2 separate regions of the Mus musculus genome follow, and region 2 is linked to region 1. Evidence: chromatin contacts called from public ChIA-PET data. All regions are on one chromosome and are shown on one strand. The core of a region is the stretch at or near the end of the contact, and the rest is flanking DNA. Distances in the headings are between cores, read along the strand shown.

Region 1 (7,302 bases), core at 1,394-3,893:
GGCCCCTCTGCATGCCCATGCAAAGGCATCCCTTCCTCCTGAGAGACCAGCCACACGATGGTATCTATAGAATAGAGTTTACTTAGGGCATGGGAGGAGAGTTGAGGGGGTAGAGACAGAGAAAGGCAGAGAGAGGGGGGGAGAGGAAGAAGGAGAGAGAGGGAGAGGGAGAAGAAGAGAGGGAGGGAGAAGGAGAGAGGGAGAAGGAGAAGGAGAGAGGGAAGGAGAAGGAGAGAGAGGGAGAGGGAGGGGGAGGGGGAAAGGAGGGGAGGGGGAAGGGAGGGGGAGAGGGAGAGGGAGAAGAGGCTGCCATGAACACATGGAGGGGGGAGAAAGGAAGCAGAGAGGGAAGAGGGTAAAAGAGTAAGAGGGAAATTGACTGAGGAGGGGGCAAGCAGCCCCTTTTATAGTGAGTCAGGCATACCTGGCTGCTGTCGGGTAACTGGGAGGCAGAACCTAGAAGAAATGCTAACACTACCTGTGTGCAGGTGCCTACAAAGGCCAGAAGAAGATATCAGATCCTCTGGAACTAGTTACACTCGGTTGTGAACCTCCCAGTATGGGTGCTGAGAACCAAATTCAGGTTCTCTGAAAAAGCAGCAGCAACTGCTCTTAAAAGCGGAGCCATCTCTCCATCCCAGAACCCTTAGTTCTGATTGCCCCTTCCTCCTCCTCCTCCTCCTCCTCTTCCTCCTCCTCCTGCTCCTCCTCCTCCTCCTCCTTCTCCTCCTCCTGCTGCTGCTGCTGCTCTTCTCTATCCTTTCACCCTCCCCCTGTTTAGACTCTTCTATCTCCAATAACCTCCCTCAATGTTTTCTACTGTGAGATTTTAAAATATTTTATTGACATATTCGTTGTACATGGTACTAGGTTTAATGATGATACTTTCATATAACTAAACCATATACTTTGGCCATATTCACCTTCACTCACCTCATTTTCTCCATCCCCTCCTTGCTAGTCACCATCATTCCCCAGCCTTATATCTTCCTCCATGTCTTATATGTATGAATAATTTGTCTATGTACAATCTAGAATCCACAAGTGAAAGAAAACACTTTTCTCTTTGTGTGTTTGTCTGAGTCTGGCTTTATTTCATGTAATATGACTGTCTCTAGCTGCATCCATTTTCCTGCACAGAACTTAAATTTTTTCTTTATAGCTGGATAAAGCTCCATTTTGTGTATGTTTTGTGTCTTTGTCCCTAGGCTTATTCCATAGCTTGGCCATTGTGAGTGCCTCTTCAGAAAACTGATATGCAAGTATTTCTGTGAAATGTTGACCTGGAGACTTCTGTGTGAGTGCCCAGGAGTGGTGTAGCTGGGTTACACAGATGCCCAGAAGTGGGGTAGCTGGGTCACACAGATGCCCAGGAGTGGGGTAGCTGGGTCACACAGATGCCCAGGAGTGGGGTAGCTGGGTCACACAGATGCCCAGGAGTGGGGTAGCTGGGTCACATGAACAGGAGCTGTGTAGTTGAGTCATGTGAATGTTCTTTTTTTGTTTCTGTTTTGTTGTTGTTGTTGTTTTGCTTTATTTTGTTTTTAGGGTTTTTTTTCTTTTTTTGAGGAGCCTCCAGAGTGGAAATTTTTTATTATAAATTTAATTTCTCTGATAATTTCTCTGATACAGGGATATTCAAATAATCTATCCATGATTGAATCGGTGCTTCTGAATGTGTAAAGTTAATCTTCATTGATAAATTAATTGTGATGAAGCTATTTGTAAACTTCTTATATTACTTTTAGCCATTAGTGACATACACAAGATACCCCTCTTCAATCTCTCAAGCCCTACTGATAATTTGTGGGGTTCCTCTTTTATCTTAACTAGTCTTGATAGGATGGAATTCGCTTTATTAACATTTTATCCACTTGACCTCCAGGCTTGTTGATAATCCATATTTTACTTACACTTAATTATTGTTATTTCTTTCTTCCTGTGGGTTGGATTTTATCTGTTCTTTTCTTTCTGTTTCTTAAAACAAAACCCTTTGGCTTTTATCTTTTTTTTTTTCATTCAAAGGAACACCCCAAAGCTATGACTTTCTTGGCACTGCGCCAGCTGCATCCCCAGACTGAGTACTTTGAGGGAAGATAGCATGAGAGTCTCATAAGCTAAACATTTACCTACCAAGGGCCAAAGTCTTTTTCTCCTTTGTGTTTGCATAAAATAAATTAAAACATTGGGATAGGAAAGAAAAAGAAATTAAAACATTAGAGGTATAATAACGAGACCATACCAGTGTTCATGATAAAAATTGCTCCTAACTGCCAAAAACTGAAACATCTCCACTGTATTCTAATCAGCCATAGGTGACCATGGAAAATGGTGGCAAACGTTTCCAATGTGCCGCAGGTATGTGCGACATGGATAATCAAAGCTTAAAACTGGGTGGTTTTACTCATGGTGCATGTTTTGCAGTTCCAGGAGATGAAAAGTCGGCTTTGGAATCAGAAAGCACCAGTGGTCTCCTGAGGGTGAAAGGAGGGAGGTGTGCAGCCCTGGGATACCTGCTATCTTGTTTGCAGGGAGGGTTTCATGGGTGTGTTCCTGAGTCAAAAGCACTTAACTGTGTAACTGTTTGTGGTTATCAAACGTCAACCAAACCTCCTCAAAGCTCTTCGAAAGAAACAGAACGTCCCACCCAAAGGAAACTCCAGACCCAGAACCACAAAGCAGCCACGTTCCTGCAGCTTCCTCTGACCAGCATCTGAGAAGAGCTGACACTCGTAACCAGACGCTGTTAAGTTGCCACGTTAGAAAAACCGACACAGGAAAATCATCATGCTATCATAAGAGGTGCAAAAATGAATAAAATCCACTGGCCATTTATGATCATAAATAATCACAGCCAAGCGTTTGCAAACCAGAGGCTTTACAGAGGGAATACCCACCCTCATCGAACATCTTGCTTCTTGCTCTTACAAATCTGACCAACTCTGCACCAAGAGCTGGAAGCCTGCACAGGAAGATGAACAAAACTCACACCAGAGGGTTAGACAGGGAGCCATAACCAGATAATGTCATTGAGGTAGAAATGCCCGGAGAATGTACACAAAAGCGAGATGTCACAGCAGAGTCCAGCTTACTGAAGACCAAACTACAGGAGCCAGCTATTCATCTTCATGTGCCCCACACATTGGATTAGAAAATGAGTGCTAGACAGGTCCATTTGTAGAAGCAGCAAAAATATCCAATATGTGAGAACTGGCCCCATGAAAGGTATGAAGCCACCTCTATCCAGAAAGCTGAGAGACACTAAAGGGAATGTAAATAACTGGAAATACATCAAGCTGATAGGCTGGAAGCCTCAGTCTACAAAGATGTTGAATTATGGGAGCACAGAACTCCACAAACTGATCTAGAATATACTTGAAATGTTAAATGTGTAGGAACACCTTCCCTGCCTAAGTTGTGTGGAAACATGTTTGAGAAATAATGTGTTCACTGGGTCTTCCCAGAAGTAGAGAGGGCAGGGAGCAGAGAGGGTGGGCCTCTTTTTTCCTTCCTAGGAGTCCCTCTAGCATGGGCATGACGAAGGACATGCAGGTGTGCACTAAAGAGGGACAAAGAGAGAAAGAAGGCAAATCTTAGAGCTGGGGCTTCAGCGTGTCTGCTCCTCAGATAGAAGGGTAGATCTGCTTCGGTGTTGATGTTAGAAGCCAGGAGAGAATGATGGACAAGAAGAGCAGGGTGAGACTTTGCACACTAGAGAGATCTGGGAAGGACCAGGACACCATGCAAAGATGCAGGGCCTCAGGATGCCTGTGGGCACAGATAAGATCACTGGAAGCAGGAAGTTGTTCCCCACCTTGTGGCTTCTTTCTGAGAAATGGGGTTGGTTAAGAGTGAAAGAGCATGCTGGTAGAGGGAGGCAGAGGCCTAGAGGCAGAGACAACAGTGGGAAAGGGACAACAGAGTATTGGAAGCTATACCCCCACTCTCGAATTCTCGGGGGTGAGGGAGCACTATTGTGGAGCAGTGGCTGAGGATTGGACAGGACCATACATAGTCTCTGCACATTCCAGTCTCATTCCAAAGCGCTCCCACTACCACCACAAGGCCACCCAGCATCGATACTTATGACATCTCATCCTCACATCTGAGACCCCCACAGAAACTACGATTATTCTGGATCTGGGATATGGATATTGCTGAAGAGAAAATGAGTAGCCAACATTTGTAAAATGATTTTGATGCAGGCATTATGGAGTCATAGATGCTGGTCCCAGGCAGTCCCCAAAGGTACTGTCAATTAGATCCAAGACCATATGGTAAGCTGTGGGTCCCCTAGCCATAGAAATCTGATCCACTGTCCTCTGTGATTGAAATGGCCTCTCTTCTGCCTGTACATGCCAGAGCTGAAGCCTCCTTGTCAGACCCAAACACTGCACCCTCTCACTACCCACTGCCCTCTGGTCCCTTAGATCATATGCAATATCACCATAGACCTTCAGGTCAAAGCTAGACATGGGGTATACTTAGGAAGATACCTGCCGTATCTGCCATAGTCATGGGGCAGAGATAGTACACCACAGCCCCCAGCAAGGGCAGAGCCATGAGTGTGGTCTTCCCAGGGTCACAGTGCCAAGGCAAGAGGGTCTTGTGTCCCATTTAATAGCTCATCCCACTCTGTAATCCTGAAAATAGGCTGTGCAGGGGTCAGGAAACTTGTGATGAAACAGAACAGCTCTGAGCAGGCCCTGAGCCTGAAAGTGGAGCAAAGCAGGAAGGGGCTCAGGACCCCAGGTGACTTGGTCCTTAAGCCCCTGGTAGGTGTTCAGGGGTCTGTTTGCTCACATCATGCCTCCTATGCCTGCCTTGCCCCCTGAGGTCTTTGGCTGGGCAAATGTCCATTGTCTCCTGGTACAGCCAGTCTGGTTGACAAGCACAGTCTCAGGGGACCACATGAGGATAAGGTGAAAGCAACCTACCAGAAATCACCCAGGGACAGATGCAGGGAGTGGCCTCTACTCCTTCCTCCTGGCTCCAACCTTTTGCCAAGCTCCAGTTAGGCAAAACCTTTTCTGTTGGTTGCTCTGCCAGGAGCCAGAAGAGCTCCCCACACACATGCCCAGTCTACCCCCTAGAAGTACTCTGGGCTGAGGCAAGATGGGGCAAGGCCTGCAGCTTCCCAGCTCACAGCTGACTTCCCCATGCTGAGGTGGAGGGTGAGGTGGGACCTGAGAACACAGAATCCCAAGTCCCACCCATGTGAACAGGATGTCTGAGGAACTCCTGAACCATCTCTGGCCTTTGATATTTGTCTCTGCTGTGAGGGGTCTCTTTTATTGAGTGGAGTCTCTAATGCAGCCAAACTCTGAGTTTGTATCCTCCATGTTCTGATCTTGTTGCAACAGTCACCAAGAATATGAACACCATCCAAGGGCAAAACCCACCTCCCTATCCAGGAGTGCGGTGCCTCGGCTAGTTTCAGCGGAGATTTAGGGAATCCCGGGAGCCTACAGTCAGGTGCTCAGTCATCTCTACCCCAGTCTTGGTCGCCTTCTCCTTCCAAAACCATGAGCCAGTGTTTCTCACATGGAACTCCTCTGCATCTTCAAGGTCAAGGTCCTAGAAGCAGCACTGACTCCAGGAAATCCTGAACGAAGCTATGAAGCCCTTGGTGTCTTCTTAGTGGGCTGGCAATCAGAACAGACTCAAACCCCCAGATCCACCGCCTAGAATCCCCATTAGCACCCACTCAGGTGAGAGCTTGGAGAGGGGGGTGTAAATACATGTGTTCACATGTCTATGTGCATCCCTGTGTATGCACATGAGTGTGTCTCTCAGTCTATGTATGCCTGCATATTGCTGTGTGTATGTATCTACACTTGTATATATGTGCCTGCATGTATCTGTGAGCATCTGTGTGTGTGCCTATGTATATCTATGCTACATCTGCATGTGCACCTGCTTGTGTCTGTGTGTGCATCTTCATGAGCCTGTACAAAAGCCTCATGTATTTGCACATGCTTCATCCTGGTTGTGTGTGTGTGTGTGTGTGTGTGTGTGTGTGTGTGTGTGTGTATCCAGGTGTGCCTTCACACGTCTGTATGAACCTGGGCTGCAGCCTAGCTCAGCAGTAAGCCTGAAACTGATTTCTGGTGACCATGTTCCTCCTGGGCAGATGTTCACATGAAGGGGCAACATGTCTGTGTTTTCAAGATCATTGCTGTTTGAGGCTGTGATTGTCCACAGGCTGTGAGAATGGGATGGAGGCTATTGAGGCTGGGAGGTTGGTGTTTGTCCCCTGGCTATCTGTGTGCGCCAGAGGTGGATTTGCTTGGAGGCATATCTGTCTATGTGTCAGGAGTCTGCTATCCTTGTGAGGGAATATGCTCTGTATGTATACATGTGGCATGGAGGTAAGCTCAGATGCCCTGTAAGTGAACCTAAGTTTAAATAGGAGAGTTGAGATTAGGTGTTAGGTTTTGGAGGAGCTCGTGTGCTACATGTGAACTTTCTGAGTACTTCCCATAGTGTCTCCAAATCGAGAACAGGACTCTAGTCCAGGCTCTAGTGCTCCAGGTTCAGCAGCCCTGGGTCCCCAGCACCACCCATTTTGTCCCCACTTGTCTGAGTCAGGTGCTTGGACCATGCGACAGCTACTCCTTTCAGAGAAAAAAACAGCTGGAAAAGAGGATATTTGTCTCATGCACACAGCTAATGGGCAACAGATCTAAGCAGAAGGCAGTTGTGGGTCACAGGAGCTGCATCAGGGAAAGATTTACCTAACTCAGTTCCTAGATAGGTCGCTTAGAGACAGCAGTATCAATGATCCAGCTATGCAAAAGAAGGGTCTCTGTACCATAGCCCCAGTCTAATAAGACCTGCCCAGGCCACCATACCTGATCTTCCAATGTCTTTCCAGATAACCAGCCTTGCTTAGACCTGCTGGCAGATAAACTTGTCCTTTCCAGCCAGCTCAAGACTGGCACCTACAGAGCCATAAACCTTCTCTGCTCCCTGGAGCCATCAGGGCAGGTAACCTGTCAGGTTCCCTGTTCTTAGAGCATGCCTTCCACCCATCCTTGAGGAGATGAGGCAGGGACCGTGTCTGCTATGGCTTGTCCGGGTAGCCAGTGGGAGTCCTGCCATAAACCTGGTTGACAGAAGAGTCCAGGGCTTGTGGGTAAGAGATGTCCTGTTCAAAGTTACAGCCCAAGAAAAGAGGGGCAGTGTGAGCTCAGTTCCTGGAACTCTGCTGCATCTGTGGTCTCTAGAAGGAGAACTGCACACCAATGCCCCTCCTTGCTCAGGCACTGAGCAGCGTGCTGGGATAGGCTGGAGGCACAA
Region 2 (7,302 bases), core at 2,177-4,676, 860 kb before region 1:
TCTGCTTCCTGAGTACTGAGAATAAAGACGTGCTCCATCACATGCAGCATCTAGAGCCATTTCTGACATTGCGTAGCGGCAGAGCAGGGGTCATTGGGGGTGTTGCTCACTGGCAGAATGTGGGCCTTGGTAGAGTTGTAGATGTCATCTCTAGGTCTGGGCCACTGCCTGGACACTTCCTCTGAAGGACTGTGTGTTTCTCTTAGTGGTGGGTTGTCAGTCTGCTCTTTGGTCCTGTGTGTCTCCATGGAGCCCTTGGCTAGCCTCAGTGCACACTTGAGGTTCTCATTTGTTTTTGCTTTTTTGAGACAGTATCTCTTTACATGGCTGTCCTGGCACTCACCAAGGAACCCTGGCTGTGCTGGCACTTGCTCTGTAGACCAGGCTGTCCTTGAACTCAGAGCTTGGCCTGCCTCTGCCTCCTGAGTTCTGGGACTAAAGGCGCCTGGCCTGGCTCTTTCATTTTATCAGGTGGACTTCCCTTTTGGCTTCTCTATTGCTGCTTTGTCAGCTACTGTCTTTTCATGGGCCATGTTTGTCATCCTTTTCTATATTTGAGGCAGGATCTCATATTGTTCTGGCTGGCTATAACTCACTCTGCAGGCCAGCTGTCCTGTAACTTGTTGCTATCCCCCTGCCTCAGCCTCCTGAATCCTCGATTGACAGCTGTGTGCCACTATGTCTGACTCTTTTATCTGTGTTATTTAGCATTTCATTCTGTCCACCTTTTTAAAAAACAGTTTTGAATGAGTTGTTTTTGGTTTTTTTGTTTGTTTGTTTTTTTGTTTTGTTTTGTTTTGTTTTTTTTTTTTGTATGTGAAGTGCTCTATCATTCGGCTAGATCCCAAATGCTAAAGTGACTTTTATTTCTGCAAAGATTTTATTTCACTTTAAAAAATTTTTTCTGCCTAAGTGCTGTCAAGAATTTCTGCCTTCATCGTTCTCATCATCAATTTTCTAAATTTCCTTCAAATACCTGCTTGTTTTCCCTGCCCCCAGAGGGCAAGGAAGGCCTCTGCAGGCTTGCTTGCTCGGCCCACTACAAATTACAAATGCAGTACTGCTCAGAAGTACTCATTTCTTCTTTGGCCTTACTCATTAAAGCATTTGCCATCAGCGAACACTGATGTCAGACATTACACTAGCGTGACTCTTGGGTGCTGCCCCAGTACTGTGCTAGGATAAGTCTGGTCCTCTGCCTGGTGCTCACTGAGAACTACTTAACATACCAGGGTGAGGTGGCACACGACTTTGATTCCAGGTAGAGACAGGAGGTTGTCTGTGAATTCAAGGGCAGCACTGTCTACATAGTGAGAACCAGGATAGCCAAGGCTATGAAGAGAGAGAGAGGAGGGAGGAGATAGAGGCAGAGAAACAGAAAGATTCTGGCTTCTGAACATACACTGCTAGGGCTGGAGAGATGGGTTGGTGGTTAAGAGCACTGGCTGCTCTTCCAGAGGATCCAGGTTCAATTCCCAGCACCCACACGGCAGCTGACAGTTATCTGTAACTCCAGTTCTAGGTCAGACCTACGTGCAGGCACAACACAGCCTGACTGCTGACATGGGCTTCTGAGATGCATCTGCCTCACCTTCCTTTTATTTACACTTCCTTTCCCCCTTCCCTTAACTTCTAAGAATGTTTCTTTCTTGGTGTCCTGTGTTCTCCACCTCACTTTTAATCTCGAGCCCCTCCTGCTTAGTCTTCTGAGTGGTGACTCTTACATGTGTGTATCGTTACACCAGCTTTCTTTTTAATTAAAAAGAATTTTATTTTATTATTTTTTAAAGATTTATTTATTTAATGTATTTGAGTACAGTGTCACTCTCTTCAGACGCACCAGAAAAGGGCATTGATACCATTACAGATGGTGGTGAGTCACCATGTGGTTGCTGGGATTTGAACTCAGGACCTCTGGAAGAGCAGTCAGTGCTCTTAACTGTTGAGCCATCTCTCCAGTGCCAAGGATTTTATTTTTTACTTATGTGTGTGTATGCCATCTGTGTGTGGGTGTTCAGAGAGACCAGAGGAGAACGTTGGAGCCCCTGGGTCTGACAGTTACAGGAAATTATGAACTGCCTGATAGTTTCTCTGGAAGAGCAGCCGTGCCTACGTCTCTCCAGCTCACATGCTGAGTGGATGTGCTCACCAGTGTCTGGCCTACATGTATGCATGAATATGTATTGAATCACATGCATGTGCATGCCTGGTGCACGTGGAGATCATAAGACAGTACTGGGTCTTTTGGAACTGGAGTCATGGATGGTTGTGAGCCACCACCACGTAGGGTGCTGGGAACTGAATTCTATCCTCTGCAAGAGCAGCAAATGCCAACTGCTGAGCCAGCTCTCCAGCCTGTCTCATCATCATCATCATCACCATCCTCCTCATCATCATCGAGTTTTTTCTTTAACTTGCAGTACTTACAAAAAAACATTTTAGTCTTTATGTGCATGTGCCATGCCTATGGATGTCAGAGGACAAGTTTGTACAAGTTAGTTCTACTATGTGAGTCCTCGTAGTTGACAGCGGATTCATCTTGATAGCTTTGGTAGCATGCTGCCTTCTTCTTTTTTATTTTTTGAGGTAGGGTCTCATTATGTACCCAGGGCACAAAGAGATGACAGCCTCTTTCCAAGCTTCTGGGATTAAAGGAATATGCCACTATGTCTGACTTATAAGATGTCTCCTTTTCCTTCTCCTCTTCCTCCTCCTCCTGCTTTTAAAAAAAGATTTATTTACTTATTATTTTATGTATATGAGTACACTGTAGCTGTACAGATGTTGTGAGCCTTCATGTGGTTGTTGGGAACTGAATTTAGGACTTCTGCTCGCTCCGGTCAGCCCAGCTCACTCAGTCCCTGCTTGCTCTGGCCCAGAGATTTATTATTATAAATAAGTACACTGTTGCTGACTTCAGACACATCAGAAGAGGGCATCAGATCTCATTACGGATGGTTGTGAGCCACCATGTGGTTGCTGGGATTTGAACTCAGGACCTTTGGAAGAGCAGTCAGTGCTCTTATCCACTGAGCCATCTCGCCAGCCCCTGCTGCTGCATTTTAAAGATTGTTTATTTTATATATGTGTGTTTTGTCTTCACATATGTATGTGTACCTGGTAACCTGAGATGTCAGAAGAGGTTGTTAGAGCCCCTGGAGTCAGGGATAATTGTGAGCAACCATGTAGGTGCTGTAGACTGAATCCAGCTCCCTGGGAAGAGCAACAAGTGCTCTTATCCACTGAGCCATCTCCCCAGCTCCTAGACTATGATGCATTTTCAAATCCAACACTTTTCTTGCAAAGCGTCTTTAAGTAGCAGCACTTCATCTGAACTGATACAGAGAAGGCGATGTAGATAACGGTGTGTGTGCTCTGGCTGAGTGGGGTGACAGATCAAGGTCATTCTGGAGACTTGGTGTCACCACATACGCTGGCTCAGCAGCAGTTCCTGTGTGGGAAGTTCTCATGCAGTGACTTTAGCCAGACTCCACAGAAACCAGGTGGAAACATAAGCTACAGGCAGGAAGTGGGTGTTGGGGGGGCGGGGGGCGGGGAGAGCCTGCATTACCCACAGCTACCCTGGTAACCAGAGCTCCGCCTCACCAAGAGAACACTCACAGAAAACAAGTCAGAACTAAAAAAAATATTTCATTTCATTCTGAATAAAAAACAGAACAGACAGAACTCTTGTAAATTCTGAAAACAATGTCGTCGCTACGGAAAATTTCACAGAAATCATCAGGGGGTGTGGGGACCAAGGTGCCTGCCCTGCCACGAGCGCCACCTATCTGCAGTCCCAGAGGAGGCTTTTAGGGACCAGCACAGGTGGTGGCAGAGCCTGAATCAAGCTCAGGACGCAGCTTCTACCTGCTGCACCAAGACCCGGTGGCCCAGAGGGCAGCTAGGTCTTCAGGATCGCTGTGCGCGGGCACCTTTGCGGCTGCGTGTGGCCCACATGCCTCGCTTCGAGTGATAGTGGTGGTAGAAGTGTCGCAGTCGAAGCCTCTCCACCTCCAGCCCTGCCTGCAGGACCCTGGGAGGAGCGGGTGGAACGTCAGAACCCTGGCTCAGGTGCTGTGGCTTGGGGCTGCCCTGGCGGCTGCAGGAGGCCGGGGGTGGGGGGTGGGGGTGGGAAGGGTTCAATGCAGGGTGGGTGGAAGGGATTTTGTGGGTCTCTAAGATCCTGGCAGGTGGAGTTCTGTCATTCCATCCCCTCAAGGGAGGATGATGAGGTGTCTCAGTGTGAGGGAGGGGAGGGCAGTTACCTGTCAAGAAGTTCCCAGTCCTCGCCTCCCCACTGGTCACGGAACTCCTCAGTGTTCATGCCTCCTACTCTGTCAAAGTCTGATTTGTAGATCCCAAAGAGGCCAAATCCATTCACTTCCCAGTAACCTTGAGGTGAGGAGGATAAATAACCATTAGGGTGTGGTCCCTAACATTTTCTCCCTAGAGGACCCTGGGAGGAATTCTAAGAAGCCTGATTTTGGAGACCCTGGGTGGGAGGGAGTGCCTGGTATTTGCTAATAACTAGAGAGCTCCTAGGTTTATAGACGAACGGGTCTTATGTGTATGAATAGGGTCCTATTCTTACCCAGGAGGTCAGGTTTGGAGTTTGCCCTGGTGGTTGTGAGAACCTGGGGCTCCCCAGGGAACACCCAGGTCCTTACCATGTGGGTCCCACGGTGAGCTTCCACAGCCCAGACGCATGACCACAGGGGCGAAGGCCAGCTTGCCCTCCACGCAATGCTTGCGGATGCTGTCCAGGATATTAGGTGGGAAGTGGATGTGCAGGTCACAGAGGAAAACGATGCTGCTGGGGTCCTGTAGGTTGGGAGGTCTGAGCCCTGCTCACCTCCCCAAGGTGAGCTCAGCACCCTCCTTTCTTTCCCCTAAGCCCTTGACTGGCCCACAGACCTCCACGGCATCCACTCCAGTTTGCAGGCCTGCAGAGCGCTCGAAGTTTCCAGTTCGTTTCAAGTACTGGTACCTGCAAGAGGAAAGGAAGGTGGACGGCGGCGTCAGAATAACTCATCTCCTGTAAGAGGAAAGATCCTTGGTTTTCCCGAAATGGTGGTAAACATCGTTACCGAGGTAGCTGAGCCGCACGCAGGGCCCGCTCCACATCCATGTCCTCGCTCTCAAAGTCCACCAAGATGATGTTGAAGTACGAGTCCCCCGTATGCACATGCAGCGCGGTCATATCTGCCAGGAACTGCACTACCCAGCGCGCCTGATTCTTCACTGGAAGAGGGGATGTCACTGAAGCAGCATGACTGGACCGAATGGTTCCCACCTCCCACCCCACCCCCGAACGCCTCATAGTGGCGCACATACCTGGTACAATGAAATGAACCATGACATCCTGACGCCAGGCCAGATGCAAAGGCCGGCAGAGCTCTGGGCGACTGTCTGGGTGGATCGAGGCGGCTGGAGGCGGCTCGGGACTTTCTCCATCTTCGTCCCCAACGCGGGCTCCGGGCAACCGCAGGAAGACGTATTCGGATAGGCGCTGGCGGCTCCCTCCGCGCTCTTGCAATTCCAGTTCCAGGAGGAAGCGGCTCCCGCGTGCAGAGTCGCGGCGCTTCTCCACGTTCACGATGCGTAGAAGCGAGAAGCGCCTGCGAGGCAGGTGTGATTAACCGAGGGTTGTAGCTCTGCTCAACTGCCTCCCCCTTTACCCCGAGAACCACGCGACTGTACTCCCCAGACCGCAATACCTGCAACCCGTTCTATCGCTCCTAAACACAGGTTGACCTTCCCACGTCTCAATTCCCCAGCCCAGCAGGAAATAGGAAAGGCTACACTAGGGGTCGCTGTGAGCCCAGGATTGTCAAGTTCTCCCAGATGTCTTCCTCTGCATGATTTTCTTTGTCCTGAGGTGATGTCTCAGTCTTCTCCTATGGTTAGCATCCCACAAGAACCACCAGGAAGCTGTTAGTTCTCCCACGTGTACCCCTCATACCCGGAGCAGGCCCCTCATTTTGTCTCAGGCCTTAGGCTATTTATTCTGCTTCCCACCCTCTGGTGACAGCTAGCAATCCCCCTATGGGATACCATTGGCATGACCTGAGATGGGAGTCAGCCATACCCAAATCAGGAACTTTCTATCCCCAACCAAACACTTTAGGTTACTCCTTGGGGTAAGCTACCCACACCATAGCACCCAGATGTGCCTATGACCACTCAAGGTGGACAGTCCTATAAAGAGACCAAGAGACTGCCCCATAAGCTGCTCTCAAGAGAACTGCCCTCAGGGTTGGGAATTTAGCTCAGTGGTAGATCATTTGGCCTAGCAAGCACAAGGCCCTGGGTTCAGTCCTCAGCTCTGGGGGAAAAAAAGAGAGACCTGCCCTCTGAGCCACCTAGGTCTGTCCAACATAATCACCAGTGGTGGGAAGGGTCTCCTGGCCCCTTTTGAGGGCTGTCAGGCTCACACCCTCTGGAGCACATCTGTGTACAACCCCTGTCCTGTTCAAACCTTTGTGTGGAGCTTGGCTCTCAACACTGGCTGCCAGATACCTTGTCCTGATATCTGTGCGTTCATCAAAGCCCTAAGAAGGTTTTCCCCTTCCTCCAACCCCTGTCCTGTTCAAACCTTTGTGTGGAGCTTGGCTCTCAACACTGGCTGCCAGATACCTTGTCCTGATATCTGTGCGTTCATCAAAGCCCTAAGAAGGTTTTCCCCTTCCTCCAACCCCTGTCCTGTTCAAACCTTTGTGTGGAGCTTGGCTCTCAACACTGGCTGCCAGATACCTTGTCCTGATATCTGTGCGTTCATCAAAGCCCTAAGAAGGTTTTCCCCTTCCTCAAGGCTGACAATGAACAGAACAGTCTCATAAGAACTCCCTCAAAATGGGGTAGAAACAAGTTTGAAGCCTGAGACCTAGGAGGCCAAAGGCTCCCTTGAACTAGACACAGTCCCCTAGTTGGGACCCTGCAGTGCTCCACAGGTAGAGGTCATGACACTTTAGTGTCTCTGGTTCCTGAAAAGGTTGTCTGCCCACAATCTGGCTACTCCTGACTACTGTCCCCGATGGTTTGGGTTCATCCCTGGGTCTAGGTCTAAGGTGGCAGATGTGGGAATTGGCAGTGAGGAGAGATGAAGTCAGTCTTGAGGGGGGCTCCAGAGAGCCCTTCAACCTGGATAAGTAAGACAGTAGTTACAGAGAGGGAGAAGGGGCTCAGAGAGTTGCTGAGAGCCAAGGAAGTTCTGCGATCCCTGCAGACACCGGCATGCCTTCTCTTCAAGCAGCCGTCTGCCCCGTACCCGCCATGCTTTGCATTTAGCCGCTCCATGTA

What was found. ChIA-PET counts read pairs in DNA pulled down with a chosen protein or histone mark.
Region 2: an RNA polymerase II ChIA-PET map of memory CD8 T cells shows a contact between it and region 1, with 77 read pairs. The contact joins two enhancer-like sites. A contact is called at or near these places in 1 of 39 promoter capture datasets (liver) and 1 of 115 datasets of contacts at active chromatin or transcription factors (memory CD8 T cells).

The regions. Positions count from the first base shown.
Region 1 is chr7:140,203,617-140,210,918 of GRCm38.p6, reverse strand. It overlaps a transcript of Cd163l1 not described here and a transcript of Olfr524 not described here. Among named protein-coding and RNA genes, the nearest start is that of Olfr524, 4.5 kb to the right of the region's middle. Within about 2 kb of position 2,643, at least 33 of the 459 cell types and tissues checked have an H3K27ac peak or open chromatin away from gene starts, as enhancers often do. A contact at or near this core is called in memory CD8 T cells, where this site is marked.
Region 2 is chr7:141,068,730-141,076,031 of GRCm38.p6, reverse strand. B4galnt4 (beta-1,4-N-acetyl-galactosaminyl transferase 4) reads right to left here. Exons shown (of 20, transcript NM_177897.4): 14 at 7,271-7,302; 15 at 5,338-5,621; 16 at 5,091-5,244; 17 at 4,918-4,990; 18 at 4,671-4,824; 19 at 4,269-4,395; 20 at 3,632-4,036. The coding sequence ends at 3,913. Among named protein-coding and RNA genes, the nearest start is that of Pkp3, 7.4 kb to the left of the region's middle. Within about 2 kb of position 3,426, at least 58 of the 459 cell types and tissues checked have an H3K27ac peak or open chromatin away from gene starts, as enhancers often do. A contact at or near this core is called in memory CD8 T cells, where this site is marked.